Regions from separate parts of the Mus musculus genome. Here region 2 is linked to region 1. Evidence: chromatin contacts called from public HiChIP or PLAC-seq data. All regions are on one chromosome and are shown on one strand. The core of a region is the stretch at or near the end of the contact, and the rest is flanking DNA. Distances in the headings are between cores, read along the strand shown. Region 1 holds the start of Ifi204 (interferon activated gene 204). Region 2 holds the start of Ifi203 (interferon activated gene 203).

Region 1 (6,150 bases), core at 2,664-5,163:
TTGAAGGCCAGGTAGAAGCAGTTAATATCTCCATCAAGAAAATGTTAAATCTAAAAGAATCTAAACACAGAACCTCTAGGAAATCTGGGATGTCATGGCAAAGAAAAAATCATATAAACAATAGACATAGGAGAAGAAGAAGAAGAAGAAGAAGAAACCCAGGTGAAAGGCATAGACAATATTTAACAAAAGCATAGACAAACTGCTGCAGTAGAGAAGGAGATGATTATCAAGGTGTGAACAGCATACCGAACATGAAAGAGACAGGACCAGAAGAGAAACTCTCCTTGTTATATAATAATTCAAACATTAACTGTACAGAAGAAAGAAAAGATATTTAAAGCTTCAAGGGAAAAAAGACTAAGCCACTTATAAAGGCAGACCTATTAGAACAATTTCTAACTTTCAACGGAGATTCTGAGAAGAAAGGACTGGGCAAATATTCTACAAACTCTGAAAAAACACGGAAGTCATCCTAGACTGCTGTATGCAGCAAAATATTCATATATTGCTACATCTAATCTGACCCCTATTGATTGAAACTGCAAGTCAACAATAGAAACAAATAGTATATATGCATATATGCACATACATATATATGCATATATATAAAACACAATCTACAGAGAAAGAAAACATCTCCTGATAAAAACAGTTTTTTAGTAATTTCCCTTTACTAATCCAGATCTATAGAAGATACTACAAAACTTCAAAAGTGTTAATATGAAAGGTTAAGATACCCAAGAGTACACAAAAAATAAATATCCAAGAACAGTTCATCAAAAGAGGGACAATCTACTATAACAAAATATTTAATAAATAAATTAATTAAGGAATTAATAAATACTGTTCAGTAATTACATTCAATATTAATTTTCTCAATTCTTCCAATAAAAAGGTATCAACTAACTGATTAGTTTAGAAATCAGGATCTATCTGCTGTATTAAATAACAACATACTCTACCATCCAAGACTGTACTATAAATTTAGGGTGGATAATGGAAAATGGTGTTCTACATAAATGGAACCAAGATGCAATCAGGTTATAAAAGCTATTTTAATACTTAATAAAACAGACTTTGTGTCAAAACTAAACAAAAGTGAAAAAGAAGAACATTGTATAAGCATTAAAGGAAATCATACCAAGAAAATTTTGTCTTAACATTTATGCACCAGATATAATGGTATTAAATTTTACAAAAGAAACATTACTATAGCTAAAATTATATATTGAGCCTAGCATAGTGGGTGACTTCAATATACAACTCTCACCAATAAACAAGTCATCCAGACAAAAATGAAGAGAAAATTTTGGAGTAAAGTAAGATCATCAATCAAATAGACCTAACAGGTATCTACAGAAAATGTTATCTAAACATTAAATATACTTCTTTCTTAGAAATCCATGGAACTTCCTTCAAAATTTACCACATCTTAGGGCATAAAGCAAGTATTACCAGATGTTGAAAACTTGAAATAAAACCCTGCATTTAATGAGGCCCCCAGCGATTAAAACTGCAAGTCAACAATAGAAACAACAGCAAGTATACAAATCCATGTTTGGGGGTAAGTCTTGGACAGTATGTATTCAGATGCTGATTTCTATGCCTAGACATCTGTCTACAGTCCAGATGATGGCAAGGTCTGACACTATTACTGAGGCTGTGGAGCTCTCACAAGTAGGGACCGATTATGACTGCCCTCCGAAGGACCCAACCAGCAGCTGAAAAAGTCAACTGCAGGTATTTCCACCCACCCAATGGACAGAAGATGTGGACCCATGGGGTTGTATCAGGGAAAAGATGAAAGAAGCTGGGGAGGTGGGCAACCCTGTAGGTGGACCAGCAGTCTCATTTAATCTCGACCTACGAGATCTCTCAGACACTGGAACGCCAACCAAGTAGCATACACCAGCTGATATGAGGCTCCCAACACATATCCAGTAGAACACTGATGGATCTGGATTCAGTCTGAGAAGATGCAGCTAACCATCAAGAAACTGAAGGCCACAGGGAATGGGGAGGTCTAGAGAGGTGAGGGATAGGGTTGGGGACATACTTGTGGAGACAGGGTGGCAGGAAGTAGGTATGGGGTGGGGAACAATCAGAGGGTGAACCAGGGGCGGGGGGGGGGATAAAATATGGAGTGTAAAAAGAGAAGATTAAATAAAATATTAAAAAGAGAGAAAATAGAGTGGTAGAAGTGGGATAGTCATAACAGTGGTCAGTGTGATGAAAAGGCAGCTGAAGAAATCAAGACAGTATCTTCAGCTGACATAGAGCTGTCAGAGATAAAGACAAGCAAGGCTATGAAGAGCTGAAGACTGAGGTACTATTGACTGACAACCAGGAGCATTGCAGACAGCTGCAAATCCTTAAGGGCCAAGAACTATAACACCTCAGCTGTGACACCAGCCACTCTCGAGGTCCCAGGGTCACAAAGGCACTGTCTGTTTGAAACTGTCTTTCATCTGCTGCTTTCAGAAGTTCATTATGAAAACTTCCAAGTACCTTGTTGGCAGTTGGTGGTTAAATCCCAGAACCACAAGCTGTTGGGAACTAAAAAGGGGGCCCAGGGGAAGAGGGGGAAGAGAAAACCCACACCCCCAGAGTTTTACCTATTCTCTGGTCTGTCAGGTGTGGGAGAGCTGCCATACACTTTCCACTCAGCCCTGGGTGGGCATTCAAACCTCTGACCCACTCTTCAGGGGGTGGCCAAGGGGCAGCCCTACCTGGGATCCCTTGAGCTACTTTGCTAAAGCCACTATGGTTATAGGAGGGAAGGATGGCAGAAGAGAGGTTCCCAAAACTTGCGAGAGTGAGGGTAGCAGATTTTGATGAGCAGAGACTCTTTATGGTTTTAGAGCTTTATTATAGAAATGTAGGGGTATAACAGAGAAGCTAGAAAAAGAGAGAGAGAGGAGGGAGAGAGAGAATAGGGAAGGAGAGAGAGAGAGAGAGAGAGAGAGAGAGAGAGAGAGAGAGAGAAGGCTAGAGAGAAAGAGAGTAAGAGAGAGAGAGGAGAGGAGAAGACAAAGAGAAAGGAAAGAGGAGAGAAGAGTGAGAGAAGTGAGAGTTAAGAGAACAAAGGAGTAAGAGAAGAGACAAGTAAGATAGCAAACAGGGGCTGAACAGCCCTTTTTATGGTCTTTACTGTTGCTAGGTAACTGGGGAGGAGTTTAGCCTGAAGGTCAGAAGCTTGGGCCATTGCCTACATGACTTCTACCCATGCTTCTCTTGTGGGGTCTGTGGGGGGAGGTAACTTAGGTAGGAGCCAGAGTTCCAGCAGCATAAGGGAATGCCTACTGTGTCATGTAGCTGAATTATCACCCTTTGGAGTTCAGACCTCAGCTCAACTGGAGACCAGCCTGTCTGTGCAAAACCTCAAAACCACAATTCTCTGGCTTCCGAAGGGCTTGATACTTATAAACCCTGAGCGTATTAGACTCTTCCCTGGGCCTTGAGTACTTTACTACAATAAAAAAAACTCCACCTTAGCTGTCCAGGACTCCTATCTAAGTAGAGCAGAACCTTGGTCAGCTAGTTTTAACACCTTGATCTGGTTGTACCATGTATGTGAATTTTGTGTCTAGTGGCCAGTGTACATCCGTTTGCTACAAAAGTTGTAAGGTTAGGGCTTTCTTATTTAGTGAGATTCATCAGAAAAGAATGTGAGCCTGACTAAGCTGTGATTTTTTTTTTCATAGTGACCACAGTGTTTACAGGAAGTTAAGATGTTTCCAAAGCCAGGGAAATTGAAAGCTATGAACGAAACTGGGAGGAGGCCTGGCTGATTCAGCACTTCTCACCCAAGGGAGACAGCACAGGGAGAGACAGCCAGTGCTGTTCAAGAAATGAAACAACTCTGAGAGTGTTGTAATCACTACCATCTTCCTTTACACCCAACTGTTCAGTTTCTTATTTACTGACTTAGCTGCCTACCTACTCAAGCCAAGCAGGCCACTTCTTGACCCGGTGAAGGTCTCAGGATCTGTACATCACTGCAGAAATATCCAGGAAGGTGAGTTCTGTTTGTTTCTTAAACATGTGATCAGATCTATCTGTGAAATATAAAAGACCATAGAAAAAAATCAGTGTTGAATGGTGGAGGACCAAGGCTGGTGCCAGCTGCACTCACAGCCTTGAACCTGCTGTAGCTGGTTTCCGATGCTTCACTAGGAAGACAGCCGATGACAGAATAAAGATGCCTCCTCTATTCCTATGACTTTTCATGAGTTAGTGTTTATCACTGTTCTTCATTTATCTTCACTAGAGAAGACATGGGAGTAAGGTGTTTGTGGTGAAGGACTGTGTAAAAGACAAGACAGAAACAAAAAATATTGATAACTAAAATCATGTTAAATGAAAACCACACTTTCCAGTTTTGTGAATATACAAAACTGAGATTCATATAAAACTTGAGAACTCTCATTAGCCTGTAGAGAAAAATGTCCCACTTTTGTTAACACAGTTATTTAAATAGACTGTGGACATTTTTATGTTTAGCTCTCCTCTTAGCTCCCTTCTATATCAGATGTTAGAGACAATATTTGCCATACTCTCTTCTTCATGCCATGATGGAGGTGAATACTAATGAGGAAAGTTAAACTTGTTCACTGTCACTAATTTCTTCTGTAATTTTTCTAATTTTTTTATCCTGTTTTGCCTAAATTTTAGTAGTTGAGATATGCATAAATTTTAAACCATAGTCATAGACAATATCATACCTGTTTAAATACATATTATTGCTTGTTAATGGTTCTGTTTAAAGAATAATTTCATTATCCAAGCCTGGTTTCCAATAACTTGGCACATAGCTGAGGCCAGCCTCAAACTTACAGTCCTCTTGCCTCTGCCTCAGCTTCTGTCTTTCCCTCAGACTCTGGGGCCTTGAATCATAGACACCCACTGCCATGACCCTCTTTAATGTCTACAATTAATTTTGTATTTTACTACATAGTACTATTTAATGTCCTGGGAGTAATGTTGTAAAACTAAAATTTGTTATTATTTGGTAATTATATAATTAAAATTGTTTCACTTTTCTTGGGTTGAAATCTTTCATTGTTAAGTAGTGAACCTCCAGGCTTTATGATGTTTCTTGGATGGTCCTTACCTATATTAGCAGAGAATTTTGGTGCCTTTAAATTGCTCTTTCAGCATCAAATTTTTCTAATATGTTTAAATCCATCAAATAGTATTTTGTCAGCAATTCGAAGGTATTGTATTTTTCTAAACCACTTTAAAAATTGTATCATTTTTTGCTTTTTTTTTGTTTTGATCTATTTTGCTTTTGTTTTTTAGACAAGGTCCCACTATGTAGCATTGATTGGCTTAGAAATGACTATGTAGTCCAGGATGGCCTCAAATTCAGAGATTTCTGCCAATCCCTGCCTTCTAAATGCTGTATACTTTTACATTTTTAGTTTAAATGACTTATTAATTTTTCTAGCTTAAAGATTTTTATATGGCACATTATAAAGCCAATTTGCACTTACAATGTGTAGTAGTCTAGTCCAAGTAACAAACATTTCCTTGTCTTCAACAATCAATAATTGTATGTGTTAGGATTTCCTATTTTGGGATGAGACCTGTGCTGAGTTTTGATGTCCTTTACTGAACGTCTTCATTTTTCCAGTGCTGCTGCCTCTTGTCATCCCTACTGACCACTATCCCGTTTCATTCTTGTACAAAGTTTATTTTTGTAAATAAATGAAACATGAGATGTTTCTCTTCCTGTACCTGCCATGTTTTACTTAACATACTTATCACCCGTTTCAGTCAAATTCAATCAAACTTCAAATGACAGAAATTCATTGCTTTGAATGGCTAATGAATACTTGATGTGTGTTTTGGGGGAAGATGTGAGAAATTATATACAAATCGCAATATGTATGTGGAAACCACAGGACAACATTGGGGAGTTGTTTCTTTATAAAAGTTCCAGGTAGCTGGGTGTGGTGGCGCACACCTTTAATCCCAGCACTTGGGAAGCAGAGGCAGGCGAATTTCTGAGTTCTAGGCCAGCCTGGTCTACAGAGTGAGTTCCAAGACAGCTGGGACTACACAGAGAAACCATGTCTCAAAAAAACAAAACAAGAACAAAAACAAAAGTTCCAAGGATCTAATCTCAGGCCATAAGGCTTGCAC
Region 2 (6,150 bases), core at 2,256-4,755, 180 kb before region 1:
ATATATAAATTTATAAAAGTGATCCACATTCAAACATAATGAAAGACAAAAACTACATGAATGTCTCATTAGGCAAAGGACAGTGTCAATAGGACAAAATGGCAACTAACAGGTTGGAAAAAGATCTTTACCAATCCTACATCCAATAGAGGGCTAATATTCAATATATAAAAAGAACTCAAGAAGTTAGGCTCCAGAGGATCAAATAATCCTATCAAAAATGGAGTACAAAGCTAACAAAGAATTCTCAACTAAGGAATATCGAATAGCCAAGAAGCACCTAAAGAAATGTTCAACATCCTTAGTCATCAGGGAAATGCAAATCAAAACAACCCTGTGATTACACCTCACACCAGTAAGAATGGCTAAGATCGAAAAACTCAGGTGACAGCAGATGCTGGCAAGGATGTGGAGAAAGAGGAACACTCCTCTGTTGTTGGTGGGATTGAAAGCTGGTACAACCATTGTGAAAATCAGTCTGGCAGTTCCTCAGAAAATTGGATGTAGTACTACCTGAGGACACAGCCATACCACTCCTGGGCATATACTCAAAGATGTTGCAACATATAACAAAGACACATCCTCTACTCTGTTCATATCAGCCTTATTTATAATAGCCAGAAGCTGGAAACAACTCAGATGCCCTCAGAAAAATGGATACAGAAAGTGTGCTCCATTTACATAATGGAGTACTACTCATCTATTAAAAACAACGACTTCATGAAATTCTTAGCAAATGGATGGAACTAGAAAATATCCTGAGTGAGATAACCCAGTCACAAAAGAACACACATGGTCTGCAGTCACTGATAAATGGATATTAGCCCAGAAGCTCAGGATACCCAAGATACAATTCACAGATCATATGAAGCTCAAGAAGAAGGAGGACCAAAGTGTGGATGCCTCAGTACTTTTTAGGAGGAGGAGCAAAGTACTCATGGGATAAGAGTGTGGAAGGGACTTGAGAGGACAAGAGGAAGAGGAGAGGGGAAGGGGGACAGGATCAGGTATGGGAGGAGAGAGGGATGATATACAAAGGAAAAGGAATTTGAACAGCGGTGTTTAGCAATGGGGGACAGGAAAGGCCATCAAGAGACTGCCCTACCTGGGGATCCATCCCATGTAAGACACCAAACCCAAACACTATTGTGGATGCCAAAGTGCTTGCTGACAGGAGGCTGGTATAGCTGTCTCCTGAGAGGCTCTGCCAGAGCTGACAAATACAGAGATGGATTCTCACAGCCAACCATTGGACTGAGCACAGGCACCCCAATGAAGGAAGTTCTGAAAGAGGTGAAGTATTTTCCAACCCCATGGGAACAACAACAATATCAACCAACCAGATCCCCTCTGGCTACCAGGGACTAAACCACCAACCAAAAAAGTACACATGGGGGGACCCATGGCTCCAGCTGCATATGTAGCAGAGGATGGCCTTTGTTGGGCATCAATGGGAAGAGAGGCTCTTGGTCCTGTGAAGGGTTGATGCCCCAGTGTAGGGGAATGCCAGGGCGAGGAGGCAGGAGTGTGTGGGTGAGAGCACCCTCATAGAAGCAGAGAGAGTCAAGTTAGGGATAGATAGGGAGTTTCTCAAGGGGAAACCGGAAAAGGGGATAACATTTGAAATGTAAATAAATAAAAATCCAATTTAACTTTATATGCCTCAGTACAGGGGAATGGCAGGGCCAAGAAGTGGGAGTAGGTGGGTAAAAGAGTGGGTGGGGGAGGGTATGGGGGACTTTTGGAATAGCATTGGAAATGTAAATGAAGAAAATACCTAATAAAAAATGACAAACATGTCAAGAATAAAAATAAGTAAACAATCCTATTTTTAAAATCCTAAAAACATACAATATTTTGGAATGAAAGTAACCAAAGAAGGAAAAGATTTGCACAATGAAAACTTTAAAACAATAAAAGAACTTGAAGAAGTTAAAAGAAGACAAGAGGCTTTCCAATTTCATGGGTTTCCAAGAGCTGCCAAACACCAGCACTTGGAAAGCAAACCTCGATGATTTTCTACCCAAGTAAATCTGTGGACCCTGCCAGATGAGTGATGGTATCCCTGGAATCGCACTGTTTTTATATTGACTTTAAAGCTTCCTATAAAGCATCCAGTAGTAGTTGGTGTCCTTTTCCCCCATGTCTCACTATAACAGTAGTACAGACACCATCCACTATCCTACAAAGGAAGAAACAGTCAGTCAAACACTGCTTTAAGCTCTGAAGCTACCAGATGTTCAGCTTTTTTCCTTGAGTTTCCAAGGCTTCATCTGCTGGCACTACATAGCCCACAATCTGCTGTCTTTTCCCATTAAAAATCTCTCAGGGGTCATTTTCTTAATCACTTATAGAGGACAGTGAAGCTATAGTACAGAGGGCAGTTACTGCCCAATTACTTTTTTTTTTTTAAGCTGAGGTTGCAGTTGTATGTTTCTCATAACACTATGCTCTGGGAAAATATGGCCTAGGAACCACTAATGAATGAATGGATGCTTTGGAAAGTGCTTAAACCAAAAGTGATCCATCACAGATATTTCCCTATTCAGGAAATGTTCAAGCAAGTACTGTTGTGGTCTGCAGATCACAGCACAAAGCACCCAGAAACGGATCTCAGTTAAACAGGGCTGGTTTATTGAACACACACCCTAAGACTGATTGAACAGGGGCTCAGCTCAGATACAAGAGCTATTTTCCAGGGTCAGTTTATATAGGCAGAAAATCATAATGAGCTCATAAGCGGGTGAGGGGAGGGCTGTAGGGTGGTCAACCTTTTTCCAAGTCTTTTTTTTTTCAAGCTGTCCTCTATCTTTCTTTGCTCTGAGTGAAGGCTATGGATTGGTAATTTCTGATGATGATGACGACTATTTAAGCCTCAGAATATGGTCAACTTGACCTTTCTTTCAGTCAAACTTTTTCTTTTAATTTTAAAATGTTTTTATCTTCTTTTTTCTTTTTCTTTTTATTAGATGTTTTCTTTATTTACATTTAGGATGTTATCCCCTTTCCTGGTTTCCCCACTGAAGACTCCCTATCCCCTCCTCCCTCCATCTGCTCATCAACCAACCCACACTGGCTTCCTGGCCCTGGCATTCCCCATTACTGGCTGTGCCTACAGTCAAGCTGCTTTTGTGTCAAACAAGCTGGCAGGCATGAAACAAAAGTATTACAGCTAAGGTAGCAGGCTTCATCAATTCCAAGGAACAACAGACTCTGAGGAGCTCCCCTCTGACCACTTTCATATTGAACAAACAAAGAAGGGTGAGGTGGCTGAGTGACTCGCTTGTATCTCCTTGTGATTCATCTTCTTTCAGATGAGAGTGATTCCTAGTGACCCACTTGTAAGTCTACTAGACATAAAACATGCAGTGTTGCAATTTCTCTCTCTCCTGTGTGTGTGTGTGTGTATGCTTCTTTCTAGAAATTACATTAATAACAGGAAATAAAGTGCTCTATTTTAAGAGCTGGGGAAATCGAAAGCTATGAACAGTGCTGGGAGGAGCCCAATTTCATCTTAAGTCTCCCCAGGAAGACAGCACACTGTAAGACATCCAGCCCTGCTCAAGCTAGGAACTTACTTTAACCAGTTCTCTTGCCCCCCTCCCTGTTATTTTGTAAATACTACATTTTCTCAGCATTTAATGAGATTGCAATGCATTCTGGTGTACTTTTTTGAGTCATTTCTCTTTCTACTCAAAACAGAGAAACCCCATTTCCTGACTTGCTGAAGATTTATCATCTGAACATTGCTGAGAAATTTCACTGAGGTAAGTCTCTCCCCTTTTATATATAGAAGAGATAGCTCCATGAAACCCACAAGAACATAGGGGATCAGTGTGGTTCTTCCCAGTGGCTGGTGGGGAGAGCACAGATTGTTCAGCTGCCAGCAGGGCAGTGAACCTGCTGCAACAGGTTCTGATACCACATTCAGGAAGATGACAGCATCTTTCTTTCTCCATCCCTCGAGCTTGTGGTAAGAAAACATGAGCTTTGATTAGTGCAGGTTATAAAATTAGCTTCCTAAGTATAAAGTCAATAAATGGAAAACAAGAAGGCTTCAGTAGCCTGGGCTGGGCGGTGCACGGGAATCTGGTGGCTGGACTGAGTAAAAGACAGGTTAGTGATATAAAAATTTACTGTGATATAATATTCAGTGAAAACATGCATTTGAACAATGAGCTTCATCATCTGGTCTTATTTTAATATTAGACAGCATGAGAACTAGTGGACATGTGCAGTAAAACTTTCCTAAGAATCACAAATACAGTTATTCAAATACTTCCTGTTTCAATATGCATATGTAACTCTTTCTTTCTCTCCCCTTCAAAAAAGGGAGTAAGAATAGTATTTAGTCACTGAGAGAAACTTTTTGTCATCATGAAAGTTATTCTTTGTGATAGGCTAAATTTTATTTATTTTTGTTTTTATTTTGTTGTCATAAAATATAGGGACTATGAAGGTCAGTTAAATACAATCATTTCTGTTGTCTATTTTGTCTACTTTTAGGATATTTTAAAGGCTTTCTGTATCCTCTGGCATAGGACTCCGTGTGTACTCAAACTTTGTAATTTAAATGTCAATTTGAGATTTGTACCTGGATTAGACCTATCTTGCTAAGTTTCTCAGTTATCCTGCTCAAACTTTCCAAATTTTTCCAGATCTTTTTACCCTACTAACTTAGTAATGACTACACTGTCATATTAACTGTAAACCTGTGGGTTCTCCTTTTTATCTTTTTAAAAAATTTACAGATTTGTGTGCTCTCACAGATATTGAATGTATGTGATGTATATGTATGTGCATGGATACGTGTACTTGTGTGAAGATATATTCATGTTTCAATAGAGCTGTGAAATAATGACGAAGAACATGCACTATTATTAACTGATAAATCCATAGTTAAAACTACGTTCTTCTAAGATGGGAGAGTTTATCTTTCTGTGGTATTTAATAATAGTTTTGCCTTCGGTTCTATTAAAGCTCCACTAATGTAGATAAATAGGATGTTCTTTAGTTTCTAGAGAATTTAATTTTAGATTTCTCCACTGTTGGGGAATCTTTTATGAACAACCTATAGGTAAATTTCTTAAATAACAATTGGCAGACCTTGTCATTGGACTGGTTAGGTCCCCCCGGGTAGAGTGGCAATCAGCAGAGTTTTGTTTTGCTTCTGCTACTGTTATTTCACCTGTGATGTTCTTTATGTTCTCTTCCATCTGTCCGTCAACGTTGGTGATGTACTTCCTTTTAGGTGCACCTACTCAAGTTTGAAATTTTCATTATAGGAGAACCGTATTTTCTTTGATAAGTGCATTTTGCTTATATTCACCCTCTACCCCCTTCCATAATCCCTTCCAGGGACATACTGTCTACCCTACCCACTAAACTCGGTATTTCCTTTTGTTTTTTAAACCCATCAAGGACAGTTTCTGTTCAACCAAATAGAGGCCTCATATGCCTTTAATAAGAATGGTTCTTTTTTTCCTCAGCAGCTATCAAGTGTCAAAACTTCCTTAGCTCGTTATGGGACTTAGTGTCCAATGCCCACTCCCCTCCTAACTTCCTTCTGTGATTTTTGTCTTGCATAAACGTGCACAAGGCTCAGGATGCTTCACAACTGTTTTGAGCTCACATGTGCTACTTCCCAGTGGAGTTTGGCAAACACTGTGCCCCTGTAGTCATCTGCCACCCCTGACTACTAGAATTTTTCTTCCCCCTCTTTATAAAGTATTTCTGAGCAGAAGGGTAAGATTGCTGATTGTGTTCCTCTGCATAGTGTGCACAACAAAGTGTGCATAGTTAGAATGTAGCTTCTGGGTCAGTTAAACTGATTTTCCTGTATTCTATGACTCAAGGATGTGACATCTATATCGTTATGGAAGATTTTGGGATATATATATATATATATATATATATATATATATATATATATATATATAGTAACCTATATAGATAAAAGTATAAATTTAATTTCTATTGCTTACATATCATTTTTGTGTGAAATAGTTGTGGTCCTATTCTTGATACATTCTCAGAAGGATAGTGATTAATCCCTAACTCTTAACTCTTGGAAAAAAGTTTCTATTCTCTCTGGCAGGTTCTACATGTACTTTTACCTCCAAGGGAATGGGAGATTTAGATTCCTTTGTT

The links. HiChIP or PLAC-seq counts read pairs in DNA pulled down with a chosen protein or histone mark.
Region 2: a contact with region 1 is called in a BATF HiChIP or PLAC-seq map of CD8 T cells, with 5 read pairs. The contact joins the promoter of Ifi203 here to the promoter of Ifi204 in region 1. A contact is called at or near these places in 1 of 39 promoter capture datasets (macrophages), 1 of 115 datasets of contacts at active chromatin or transcription factors (CD8 T cells) and 1 of 9 other capture datasets (adipose tissue).

Annotation. Positions count from the first base shown.
Region 1 is chr1:173,764,682-173,770,831 of GRCm38.p6, reverse strand. It overlaps Ifi204 (interferon activated gene 204), which reads left to right and starts at 3,913. Exons shown (of 9, transcript NM_008329.2): 1 at 3,913-4,021.
Region 2 is chr1:173,939,847-173,945,996 of GRCm38.p6, reverse strand. It overlaps Ifi203 (interferon activated gene 203), which reads left to right and starts at 3,505. Exons shown (of 10, transcript NM_001302649.1): 1 at 3,505-3,542; 2 at 3,703-3,767.